2 separate regions of the Mus musculus genome follow, and region 2 is linked to region 1. A link is a contact called in public Micro-C data. All regions are on one chromosome and are shown on one strand. The core of a region is the stretch at or near the end of the contact, and the rest is flanking DNA. Distances in the headings are between cores, read along the strand shown. Region 1 overlaps Gm40009 (a long non-coding RNA gene). Region 2 overlaps Rbm38 (RNA binding motif protein 38).

Region 1 (6,195 bases), core at 1,110-3,609:
AATCTGTTTTTGAAATTTTTATTTCTTTATTTTATGTATATGACTCTGGATGTATATCTGTACCCCATGTGGGTGGGGTGCCATGGGAGACCAGAAAGGGGTCTCAGATCCTCTGGAACTGGAGGAGCAGATGATCGTGAGGCTCTGTGTGGGTGCTGGGAATTGAACCCCCGCTCCTCTGGAAGAGCGGCCAATACCCTTAACTGCTGGGCCATCTCTCCAGCCCCTGGAAGGTTAACTTTACATCACAGTGACTGTGTTCCAAGTGTTTAACAGACACTGGAGGTGGGGTAGGAATTATGGGTAAATGGATGAAGGCTGAAGGATGAAACTGTTCTTAGCCCAGACCCCTCGAAGCTGTGCGTGGTCAACCTCCAGGCATTCCACGCCCCATCTCTCCTCTCCTTTCTTCCTTCCTTTCTTTCCTTCTTTCTTTCTTTCTTTCTCTCTTTCTTTCTTTCTTTCTCTCAACTACTCTTTTTTTTTAATTGTATTTTATTTATTATTATACGTAAGTAGACTGTAGCTGTCTTCAGACAGACCAGAAGAGGGCGTCATATCTCACTACAGATGGTTGTGAGCCACCATGTGGTTGCTGGGATTTGAACTCAGGACCTTCGGAAGAGCAGTCAGTGCTCTTCTTACCCGCTGAGCCATCTCACCAGCCCCTCTCTTTCTTTCTTAAGGTCTTGTTCATCCTGAACACTAGTCTACCCTTCTTCCTCATGGGTAGTTCATTTTGCCACCAGGCACAAGACCAGACACGTCTCCCACTTGTGGAATCACAGAACCACAGTGGAACAGGACGGGTTTTTGGAGTGCCCATGGCTAGCCTCCCTTATCAGCTGAGGCTGCTCAGCCACAGCCATGACTGTGGGAGTGCGGGGAGCCGCAGGTGCTGGCTGCAGAAGGAGGAGGGATTAGCAGAGCCCGGGTATACTTGAAGTCCAAGATACTTCAGTGTATCCATTGCTTCTTTCTGTTTGATTGTGTTAAGATCTCTGCAAATGGCTACAAAAACAGATGCAGGCTTAGAGATAGAGACTAGGGTGTGGCCCCAGCCAAGTGGCGCCTGTTTATAATCTCACACACAATCTCACACACTCATGACAGAGGCAGGAGGATCACCACATGCCCAAGGCCAGCCTGGTCTATGTAACAAGTCTCTGTGTCAAAAAAAAATAGACAGGTTTGGCTGAATACACCTCTTTAACCCTAACATGGGGAGGCAGAGGCGGCAGATCTCTGCCAGTTGGAGGCCAGATTGTTTATGTAATGAGACCCTGGGTCAAAAAGAGAAACACAGAAAGAGAAGGGGGTGGGGAGGGAAAGGGGGAGGGGAGGGAGAAGAGAGAAGAGAGGAGGGGGAGAGGGAGAGAGGGGGAGAGGGAGAGAGGGAGAGAGAGGGAGAGGGGGAGAGAGGGAGAGAGAGGGAGAAGACCCTGGCCATCCCTTCCTGACACCTACTCTTTAATGGAAATGCCTTACAAGCAAACGCTTAGCCTTAGTTCTCCACCTTGTGGTCAAACTGTGGCATTGCGTTCCCCCCCCCCATGCTTTAGGCTCACGCATGGAGGGAGGATTTGGAGTCAGGATTAAGGCTTCTCTCCAAAGTCCCAATGTAAGGGCTGAGACCAATTCCTGGTCCTCACAACCCCAAGCCACAGTTCCCAACGATACAACTGAAGACACACCTCTCAGAGTAAAGGCCCAAGGAGAAGAGAATTGAAAGCCATCACTGTGTCTCAAGAAAGTGTGTGTGTGTGTGTGTGATCTTTGTGTATGTCTGCATGTATATGTATCTGTGTATATCTATGTATATCTGTGTTTTGGCCTCAAACTTACAGGGACCCTCCTGCTCCTGCTTCCTGGGGGCTGGGGCTGTGGAGTACACACACACACACACACATACACACCAGCCTCGGCCTTCCTCCAGAGAGGAAGAAGTGAAAAGAAAGCAACGGGCAACATTTTACATTGATTTTATTTTATTTAATTAGTTAGCTCACATACATAATAATGATTTTCTTTACCAAAAAAAAAAAAAGTGCTGTTGACGTCATGAATTTGCATGTCATCTGCACTAAGGCCTGGTGTCCTTCCCGTCAGCACATGTGTGCACAGTTCTGGGGTCTGAATTTGGAACTCAGAGCCTGGGGCTTCAAACTCCAGGTGGGGACTGACCAGGAAGATAGTGAGTCCGCAGGGTATTCCCGAGCGGGGCTCAGGAATGAAGTTAGTAAGGCCAGAAGTCATACCTCCCTTCACGCCGGGCTTCTTCCTGCTCACGGCCAGCTCCCTCCAATGGAGCCTGCGCTGCGAGGCATGTGTCAGGTGCGCAGAATGTAAGGCATCTGGCGATGAGCTTGCCCAACACTCCCTGGATTTTCAGAAGAGGAAACTGGAAGGCTGAGGGAAGAGAGGCCTCCCCTCAGGACACCGCGCAGCTATCAGGAACTGCGTGTGTGTGAGCGGCAGCTGCAAACTGTGTGTCTGAGGTCACAGCCCTTCATCCACATCTGGCAAACAGCTCCTTCTGCAGCAGCCTTGAAAATCTGTACTTTATAGCTCTGCTGTCTTACCTTCCCAGAGTCCTTGCTAATCTCCCAGATAGGAAACTGGCCCTGGGAAGATAGCGTGGTGTGGGGGTATCCAACTTATCTTCTGGGACAGCTTTGTGATCCAACACAAGATCTAAGAACATCGTAAGATTTTGTTTTATGATATTGTAATTCTGTCCAGTTCTCAAGTATGAGCTTTATAGATGACAACTAGTGTCAGAATGCCACGTAAAATAAATACATGCATGTTCTCACAACCCATGGGCCATGTTGGACATCTCTGTAAGGCTAAGACTTGGTGAGAGCTGCCCAGTCTCCACTGGACTCCAGGCAAGGGGCTCATCACCACTGACGTGTGTGATCCACACACAAAAGGCTCTGAGCTGTTCCGGAAGGCAGTGGGGTGAAAGGGTTGGGGTCGGGTGATTCGCAGTATGTTGACCTACTGTGCATGAAGCCCTGGATCTGATCCCTAGAGCAGTTTAAACTGGGTGTGGTGATGCAGGGCACAAGCCCAGCACTTGGGAGGTAGAGGCTGGAGGGTCAGGAGTTCAAGACCATCCTCAGTTACAGAGTTCAAGGCCATCCTGGAATCCATTGGACTTTGTCTCAAGAAAGTGGGAGAAGGGACAGTTAGGCGTTCTGGGTTCGGGAGCAATGTGCTCTTGGGGAGCTATCTTCAGAGTTTATATAATTTTAGGTAAGAGGTGGGCATGGTGGTGGTTCGTGATTTTAATCCCAGGAGACAGATGCTGGAGAATCTCTGAGTTTGAGGCCAGCCTGGTCTACAGAGTGAGCCAGGACTACACAGAGAAACCCTGTCTCAGAAATAAATAAAACAAAACAAAATAACAACAACAAACCAAAAATACTTTAGGTATTTTATGCAACCTGGGTCAAATGATTACTCTCATTCAGTTCTATTCAGTGTGTGTGTGTGTGTGTGTACATGTGTGTGTGTGTCTGAGTGTGCTTGTATCTGAGTGTGTGTATGTGTGAGTGTATGTCTCTCTGTGCGTATCTGAGTGTATGCATTTGTGTGTCTAAGTGTGTATGTCTGAGTGTGAGTATCTGAGTTTGCGTGTGTCTGTATTATTGTCCAAGTGTGTCCATGTCTGAGTGTGTATATGTGTGAGTGTGTGTCTCTGTGTATATGTCTGAGTGTGAACATCTGAATGTGTGTGCACGTGTGTGTGTATGTGTGTCTTTGTCTGAGTGTGTCTGTGTGTGTGTCTCTCTGTGTGTATCTGAGTGTCTAAGTGTGTGTGTCTGAGGGTGAGTATCTGAGTGTGTGTGTGTATGTCATGAGCATGTGACAGGGATTGCACATGCAGGGGGAGGCCAGAAGTCAGTTACTCTTCTGTAGTAGGAATTTATAATCCTAATTAAGCCTACATAAAAGAGACACAATTCACTTATTTTACTTACAAGCCATAAGCCTAGATTGGGCATATCTAAGGCTATGCTAACTTATTCCCCAGTTATAACGTGCCTTGTTACTGGCTATTCCTCCTGGTCACACAGTTCTGGTCCATAGTGGTTTCCTCCTCTGTTCCCCGTCTTCCTCTCTCTCTCTTTCCCTACAACCCCTCTCATGAACCTCCAGTCCCACCTTTCTCCCTCCACTGCCCAATCACAGCTCTGGTTCCCATGGCATCCCACCTTTCTCCCTCCACTGCCCAATCACAGCTCTGGTTCCCATGGCATCACTCGGGTACCGGAGGATCTGCTCCCCACATCTTCAGGGTCCAGCATTTAGCATTGGATACCAGCAGCACCACACCACTCCTCTCTTGCCCTTACTTTTTTGTGACAGGGACTCTCACTGAACCACAAGCTTGCCGATTCAGCTGGACTGTTCAGCAGGGAGGCCTAGGAACCCTCTTGTCCGTTACCCCACTGCTGGGATTACAGGCGTCCACTCCTTACCAACTCTGTGGGTGCTGGGGACCTGCATCTGTGTCCTCACGCTGTGTAACAAGCGCTTCACCCACGCAACATTTCCATTCTTATATTTCAACGTGAAGTGAAAGCTATAAAATGGGTTTGCTGGGTTGAGGACGCAGCTCAGGGGCAAAGGGTTTGCCAAGCATGACTAGGCCTCCCCAGGCTCCACTCCCAGTAACACACACACACACACACACACACACACACACACACTTGCACAATGTATTCATGCACATACACATATACACACTGACACACATACACACACACATACATGTTCACACACATGCACACACATATACACTCAAACACATGCACTCACACACATGCATACACATGTACAGGCATGTGCACATACACACACAAACACACATACTTGCTCACACACATACATACACGCTCACACACATACACACACATGCATGCTCACACACATGCACACACATACACATATACACTCAAACACATGCACTCACACACATGCATACACATGTACAGGCATGTGCAAACACACACATACACACACATGCACAAACACACATACTTGCTCACACACATACACACTCACACATACATACATACAAGCTCACACACATACACACTCACACACATGCACTCACACACATATACATGTATGGTTACGCTCACCCTTACACACACACATACACACGTACACAGGCACACATGTACAAACACTTGTACTCACTTACACAGTCTCCTTTTCTGCTCCTGGAGGCACCTCAACAGCTTTGTGCCACACCCTGCTGTGGGAACCAGAGGACCAGAGAACCTGCATGCTTTGGGCAATACTCAGGGCTGGGAAGGACAGCTCCTTCCTTCCTGCTTGACAGTGCACTCTGCAGAGAGGAGCTGAGACGCCTCTCACTGGAAATACCCCAGCTTCTCCCCAGCCAACCCCTGCTGCCCCAGGAGACTTGGAACAGCCTGCTGAGAGCAGAGGGTGAGATGGAGATGCAGGTGTCTCCCAGGGGAGATGCTGGCCCTGAATTCTCCTCCTCCCCATAGCAGCTCAAAGCCACAGGGTGGGGCTCGGTGGCAGAGTTCATCCAAAATGCAGGAAGTCCTGGCTTCCACCCTCACAAGGCAAGCAAGGCAGAATAACTACACACTGGCTTCCCCGACTAGTATCGCAGGCCACATGTGGGCTATAGATAGGAAGGACTGGGCTTCAGCTGCTTGCTGGTCCTTCATAAGTAGTGGGACTCAGCTGGGGTGGGTGACAGGAATCTTTCCACTCATGGGCATGGGGTAGTGAATGGGCTATGAAGGGTAAGAGCCAGGAGCTTCCTTTCTGGGCCTTATACTCTCAAGACTCTTTGGGGGCACGGGTATCTCCTCCTTACCACCAGTAAGACCTGCCTGTCTTGGACTCTTACTCGGCTTCACAAACTCAGGTGACAATCTCTGTCCACTCTTAAGCTTTAGAGCCTGCAGCTGTGATACCCCAATCTCTACATACAATAGCACATACTAAAAATATCTCCTTCTGCCGGGCAGTGGTGGCACATGCCTTTAATCCCAGCACTTGGGAGGCAGAGGCAGGTGGATTTCTGAGTTCGAGGCCAGCCTGGTCTACAGAGTGAGTTCCAGGACAGCCAGGGCTACACAGAGAAACCCTGTCTCAAAAACAAAACAAAAATATCTTCTTCTTTGTAGTTGCTATTTT
Region 2 (6,524 bases), core at 3,782-6,281, 540 kb after region 1:
GGTGCCCACCTGAGGTGTTGCTGCATCTGTTTTGTAGATGGGTACACAGGCTTGGACAGGGCAGGGCACAGACCTATGCTCTCTGCACCCCTGGCCTTCCCCACTCTGCCAACAGCCACTGACACTCTGCTTGGCCCACAGGCTGACTCCTCACTACATCTACCCACCAGCCATTGTGCAGCCCAGCGTGGTGATCCCTGCCACCCCTGTCCCGTCACTGTCCTCGCCCTACCTTGAGTATACACCAGCCAGCCCAGCCTACGCCCAGTACCCGCCAGCCACTTACGACCAGTACCCATATGCTGCCTCACCTGCTGCAGCCACCAGCTTCGTGGGCTACGGCTACCCTGCTGCCGTGCCCCAAGCCTTGTCTGCTGCTGCACCTGCAGGCACCACCTTCGTGCAGTACCAGGCACCTCAGCTACAGCCTGACAGGATGCAGTGATGCGCGTCCTGCCCAGGGCCACAGCTGCCACCTGCCAGCCTCTGGAGCCACCACCATTTGGGTCTCCTCAGGCCCCCGGGCCCACCTGCCCTGAAGGCAGCAGCAAGTTTCTTCTGCAGCCCTGCCGTGCTTGAGGAAGGGCCTGAGGAGGAAGGGACACTCACTCTGGAAGCTCTGCAGCCACTCCGTGCCAGGTGCCTTAACTCTGGGACGTGTACAGACGTCCTCCCTCCTCTTTGGGAACTGTCCTCTTGGTGGATCCGGGTTCCTGACCCCACCTCCCCCCAGTTGCCCCTCAGTCGAAGCACTGTGCCATGTCCTGCTGGGAATTTTCTGCCATGCAGGCAAGACCATCAGCACCGAGAACCCCAAACCTGTTTTGTACTTAGAGACTGGCTTTGGTCAGTAGTTCACTGTGGAGACAATGACAGTATTCTCTGTGCCAGTGTCGCTGATGGAGCTCCCCCTCCCCACAGGGCTGCCATTACCAGACCACGGCCCTGCAGGGCCCTGGGCTCCTGTCTGCTGATGCTGCCCGCCTCACCTGCAGAGGTGCCCATCAGGGCGAGTTCTCAGGTGTCTGTTGCTGTGCCATGGGGGCCTTCTTCCTGGCCCTGTGCCCCTCAAGCAGGCTCTGCCCACCCACCCTCCCGTTGTCACCTGTGCCAGTCTGACCTAGCTGCACAGAGAGAAGGTCCAGCCCACGTCTAGGAGGGGAGGAGTGGGTATCTCTGGCAGCATGGGCTGCCCGCAGGCTGGGCAGTGGGTCCCTCCACACCTACCTCAGGGAGCCAGTGTGCGGGCGGGAACTCCACAGCATGCCTGTTAGTCAAGGCCTGGAGGACAGAGGGAGTAATGTTATAATAATATTTTTATTAGAATGTTCTGATTATAAAAAATAAAACTTGTTTTCTTTAAAGAAAAAGGTGGTTTGAGGTTTTTCTCAATGGCAAGGTGGTCCTGTGTCCAGGGTTTTTGGCAGCTGTCCATGGAACCCTTACCCTGCTTCAGCCTCTGCTGATCACTAGCTTCAGTGACCAGCAGGGCTTGCTCCAGTGTGCCCCTTCTGAACGGAAGGGCTCCAGCCCCATAAGGTAGGTATCTGCAGCAGCAGACTGGGGACGGTCACTGTTGACCTGATGCTCGTCTTTAGACGGGGGCCTGGGTCTGCTCTCTTGCACTGTCCCTGGTTTCCCTCTGATTTGACTTAGAGATGTGCCTTCTCCCTGCTCCTGTGGCCCATGCCCGTTTGGGCTGACAGGCCTGGGTTTGGTTTCATCCCAGGCCTCTACCTCTTAAGTGTCAGTTTGCAAACACTGAAGGGTCAGGAGGTCACTGTGGGGCTCTCAGCCCACAGCTGACATTTGCTGCTGAAGATAAGAGTGTGGGGCCAGGGAGGGGTGGCGGGCACTGCCAGGGTTATCAGGAAGGCCATTCGAAGCCAGTATACTTCCTGTCTCTTATCAGCTGGTGGCAGCACAAGAACAGGCCCGCAGGAAGCCCCCTGGTCTGGACAGTGCCCTCCTGGGTCTTGACAGAGCAAGCCTAAGAGACTTTAAAGTTGGAGGTGCCTTTTTGAGCCAGGGGCACACCACATTACCATCAGTGAGGGTGATGACACCTGCTGTTCTTGCTACAGGACAGTTTCCCAGCAGAGTCACCATTGGCCCTGGTATAGCTTGGTGAAAGATCTGGTGTAGGAGAGGCCACGTCCCAGAACAGGGATTTTTCCCAAGGACAGGACTTCTCTCATTCGTGTCTCCAGGTGCCAGCACAGACCTGGTGCACAGTGTAACCCAGGGGACACACACGCCCATGCATGTGCATGCTTACAGACTGATGCTCCACCATGGACATGTGCATTTGTACATGGCCTGGGGACACACAGGATACACACAAAAACTCCACACACAACTGTGTGGATACAGATATCTGGCTCGGCTCAGGTATACACTTGCAGTTATCTGCAAAGCAACATATGCGCACGCATACCCCATGGCCAGGTATCCCGGATAATATGAACAGGACCCATGCGTGCCATCTGTGTTGTGTGGTAGGTAAGGACTCTGGCAGCTGCAGTTTGAGTTGGAGTCACTTGGGGAGGGGCCAGATCTGGTTGGGAGGAACAGGAAGGGAGGACCCAGGGCCCTGGGCTGGACTTCTCTCTGCAGGGACAGTACTTGCTACTCCCTGCTGGAGCTTTTTCTTCTAGCTAAGTGCAGGTGGGCAGCAGGCAAGAGAGGTGAGCTGAGCCCTACTGCTATCCTATATGGAAAGTTCAGTTGGGTGTCATTCGCAGTGTTTGTCCAGAGCCCAGAGCTTAACTAAGGTCCAGTTGCCACATTGGTCGGCCACGCAGTCTCCACCTTTCTCTGGGGACCTACCTCTGTTCACCCGGATCTCCATCCCTGGGCACCCACCCCTGTGAATCTCTCAGGGCTCAAGATGTGCGAGTCACTGTCAGATCCTATTTGTTGTTCAAGCATGAAGACTGCCTCTAGCCAGTGTCTCAAGCTGAGGACTCTCAGGAGTGGCCTTCTGCAGCCTGAAGACTGGCAGGGGTGGGAACATGCAGGCCCAGAGAGTCCTGAGACCTGAATTTGGAGCCTGTGGCCCTAGGTACTTTCCTTAGCCCCAACTCATTAGTGTCCTGCACTCCAATGCAGTCATGGCCCCTAAGGAGGGGAGCCATACAGTGGTTGTAAAATCACCTCCAGAGGCCTCACCGGGCTCACTCTGTCCCCTGGGCTCTTGCATGTGTGTGTTCCCAGGTCCTTCCTGGGCTCAGTTTCCTCTGCACAAGCTAGGCTGACTCCACTCTGCCTAGCAGTAGCTTCAGTCTTCCTGGGCCCAGTGGTTGGGTGGGGTCAAGGGGCCCCCTCCTGCCACCTAGTGTCCCCAGCTGAGCAGTCATTCACGCTCCATACCCCAGCAATTGGGTCAGGAATGGATGTGGGCCCTGTCTGGGTCACAGGAGCCACAGGAGCTTTCTGGAGGAAGGGGGGCTTTTCTGGAGGAAGCAGGCTAGGAACAGATAACCCTGAGTTTTGTCAGGGAGGCGGGGCAGGGCTTGTTGATTGATGGACAGGCTGATGAGGGTGAGCTGGGAGCCAAACGGGGTCTTGGTAACATCTGTGAGGCTCTTAGGATCAGTTGTAAGCTGGTCCTCAAGTGTGTGTGTGTGTCTGTCTGTCGTGTCTGTCTGTCTTTTGTGGCTTTTTTTTTTGGTTTTTTTGGTTTTGTTTTGTTTTTCCGAGACAGGGTTTCTCTGTATAGCCCTGGCCGTTCTGGAACTCACTCTGTAGACCAGGCTAGCCTCGAACTCAGAAATCCGCCTGCCTCTGCCTCCCAAGTGCTGGGATTAAAGGTGTGTGCCACCACCGCCCTTGTCTGTCTGTTTTAAACAAGAGCCAATTGCTTCCCCTTGCACTAGAGGTTGGTCCTCAGATATAAATCTCCCTTGTCTCAGAGGGCAGAGTCCCAGTGTAGGCATTTGTGATCCTGGGCAGGGTTGGGGCTGTAGCTGCCCATGCTTCTGCTCCCACTGCCTCGGCTCCTCACTGAGCTCCCGCCCAGGGAGTGTGATGGACAGCTCTCTGTTGAAGGGAGCTGGGTTGGGGCAGAGTTGACCTGCCTATACATCTATGTTGTGGTCCACTGGCCAGCTGGCACCCAAGAGTGCCCGGTGGGACATGGTGACCATCCTTCCTCATGTCTCCATTTCTCTATCAAGTATACAGACCTACTGCAGTCAGGCTACAGTGGGAGGGGCCAATGTGCAGGCCGTCTCTGGCTCTACCACTCTAGAGCTTGGACATGAGGGCTGGAGCCCCAGCAGCTGTCCTGATGCTTGGTGATTGACCCAGCCATAGTTCTATCTCCTGTAAACTGACTAGTTACCACGTCCCACCTCCCTGGATCATCACAGAAATGAAAGGAGATGGCTTAGGTAAGCTGCCCAGTAGAATCTGAGGTGAGGTCGGTACTCATCTCACAGAGCCCCGAGAAAGACTGGGCAGTCAGCAGAAGTGAGATTTACACCCGATTCCCATGAAACCATTTGAGCTTAAGGCCTCTGCTCCCCTGAGAGAGTAGCCATAGTTCCAGATATCCACAGCAACACCACCAGTTCCAACCTCCTGTCTCCAGAACTCAGGCTGTCCTTGGAGTCTGAGGACTGGTGAGCTCATCTGGCATGTCCCTGAGACCCTGGCATCCCACGGGAGGTTGGCCATTCCTGTGCCAGATAGGCATCCAAGGCACAGAAGATCCAGCAGTGCCCAGATGCTGCCAGAGTGCTGGAGAGTGGCTGGGCCCGTTGTAGCCCAAGCACCTTGAATCTAGCCATGTGAGACCTTAGGTCCTGGTTCAGGCCACCACCCTGTGTCTTCCACCTCACCCACAGCCAGCTGGGTGTTGCCCCCACTCACAGGCCTCCCTGCCTGCTGAGTCACACTGGTGTTTTTCCTCAGACATGTAAACACTGAGCCAGGACCCCAGGAAACAGGTTGGTGTGTCTAGATACAGCTTCGGAGAGCTCTGTGTTCTGGGTGTCTCCTCGGGCTGGGGGAGGGGCTGGCACCTGCCCTCCCAGTACCTCCTGGGGCTGCTGATAAAGAGTCGGGCTTTGCCTATCAGCCTGGTATTCTACCTCTGGCTGCTCACAGGGGTTGAGAACAGAGATGGGGAGCTTATACCACCCCACCCCCAGCTCCTGCATGACCCACGGCTCAGAAAGCCCTGGGTGCCACCTGCTGGCCCCTGCCTGGTGATGGGGGCATTCTTAGAGGAATTTTAAGAATAGAGATTGGGTTTTGCAATTTAAGCCTATAAATAATCTCAGTACTCAGGAGACTGAGGCAGGAGGATTACCTTGAGTTTGGAGCCAGCCTCTGTTTCACAGTGAGACCCTGTCTCAAAGGGAATGTAAGTAAATCAACAAATACTTGTCACTTGCAATACAGATAAACATACTCTGATAGAGAATCAGTGGGGTGGTTTTGTGCATGCGTGTCTGTGTGCGCACAGAGAGAAGTGATGGGGGCTGGAGAGATGGCTCAGCGGTTAAGAGCACTGACTGTTCTTCCAGAGGTCTTGAGTTCAAATCCCAGCAACCACATGGTGGCTCACAACCACACGTAATAGGATCTGATGCCCTCTTCTGACGACAGCTACAGTGTACTTATATATAATAAATAAATCTTTAAACGAGAGAGAGAGAGTAGAGAGAGAAGCGCTGGAATGATTTGTGTGCGCACAGAAGATATTGGCTGTTTTCTTAGTTAAGTTTTTGAGACAGGGCTTCACTCTATATCCCAGGTTATAGCCTGGAACTTGAGATCCTCCTGCCTCAGCTTCCAACCACACAGGATGCAGGATTGGCACTTGGGGCCAGGCCCTGTGCAGAGACAAAGGAGCGTATAACAGGAAGCCACAAAGTTTGGGGGAGTTCCTTATATAACAACTGAAGCCGAGGGGCAGAAAAGCACCTTTCAGAATTGAGGAAACTGTACACAAAAGTATTTTAGAACCCCTCCTTGGAGGGCTGGGAATGCACCTCAGTGTTAGAGTTGGGGTGGACAAAGCCCAGGAGTCCATCCCCAGCAACACACACATACACACACACACACACACACACACACACACACACACACACACACATCTCCTGCAGCCAGGTTTACATAACTGTTCAAGGAAGGTGGGTCATACCCTGTCTTTTACAGCCACACTGACCCCCTGTGAGGCTGAGGGCTGGCTCAGTGCAAAGGTGGACCCCCTTACCACTGACTGCAGATGATGAGCCCCAGAACACCCCAGGTTCTGCAGAGAGGACTTCACACTCGCCATCAGGAGCAGAGGGCAGCGGATGCCACCTCTGAGCAAACAGTGCGCCAGTGTGTCCCAGGTCCCCAACAAATGCATCATTTCTACCTGGACATGAACTGCACTTTCCTGAGCACATGACTTGGACCCTTGTCAAGAGTGGCAGGAAGGATGGAAGAGGGAGCGATGCGATGGTGAACTCGCCTCTGGGTCTTATCAGGCAGGCCTCTGTGAAGAGCCACGGAGAAGTGCATGC

The links. Hi-C and Micro-C count contacts between places; a contact is called where the count stands out from the background.
Region 2: a Micro-C map of the G1E-ER4 cell line shows a contact between it and region 1. The contact joins two enhancer-like sites. A contact is called at or near these places in 3 of 484 Hi-C or Micro-C datasets (all in the G1E-ER4 cell line) and 3 of 115 datasets of contacts at active chromatin or transcription factors (embryonic basal ganglia, forebrain and stem cell-derived neural progenitor cells).

The regions. Positions count from the first base shown.
Region 1 is chr2:172,500,037-172,506,231 of GRCm38.p6, forward strand. All of the region lies in intron 2 of Gm40009 (a long non-coding RNA gene), which reads left to right. Among named protein-coding and RNA genes, the nearest start is that of Gm40009, 8.8 kb to the left of the region's middle. Within about 2 kb of position 2,360, at least 16 of the 459 cell types and tissues checked have an H3K27ac peak or open chromatin away from gene starts, as enhancers often do. A contact at or near this core is called in the G1E-ER4 cell line, where this site is marked.
Region 2 is chr2:173,033,365-173,039,888 of GRCm38.p6, forward strand. It overlaps Rbm38 (RNA binding motif protein 38), which reads left to right. Exons shown (of 4, transcript NM_019547.2): 4 at 142-1,370. The coding sequence ends at 445. Among named protein-coding and RNA genes, the nearest start is that of Gm36337, 14 kb to the right of the region's middle. RefSeq lists an enhancer at 1,434-3,476. Within about 2 kb of position 5,032, at least 47 of the 459 cell types and tissues checked have an H3K27ac peak or open chromatin away from gene starts, as enhancers often do. A contact at or near this core is called in the G1E-ER4 cell line, where this site is marked.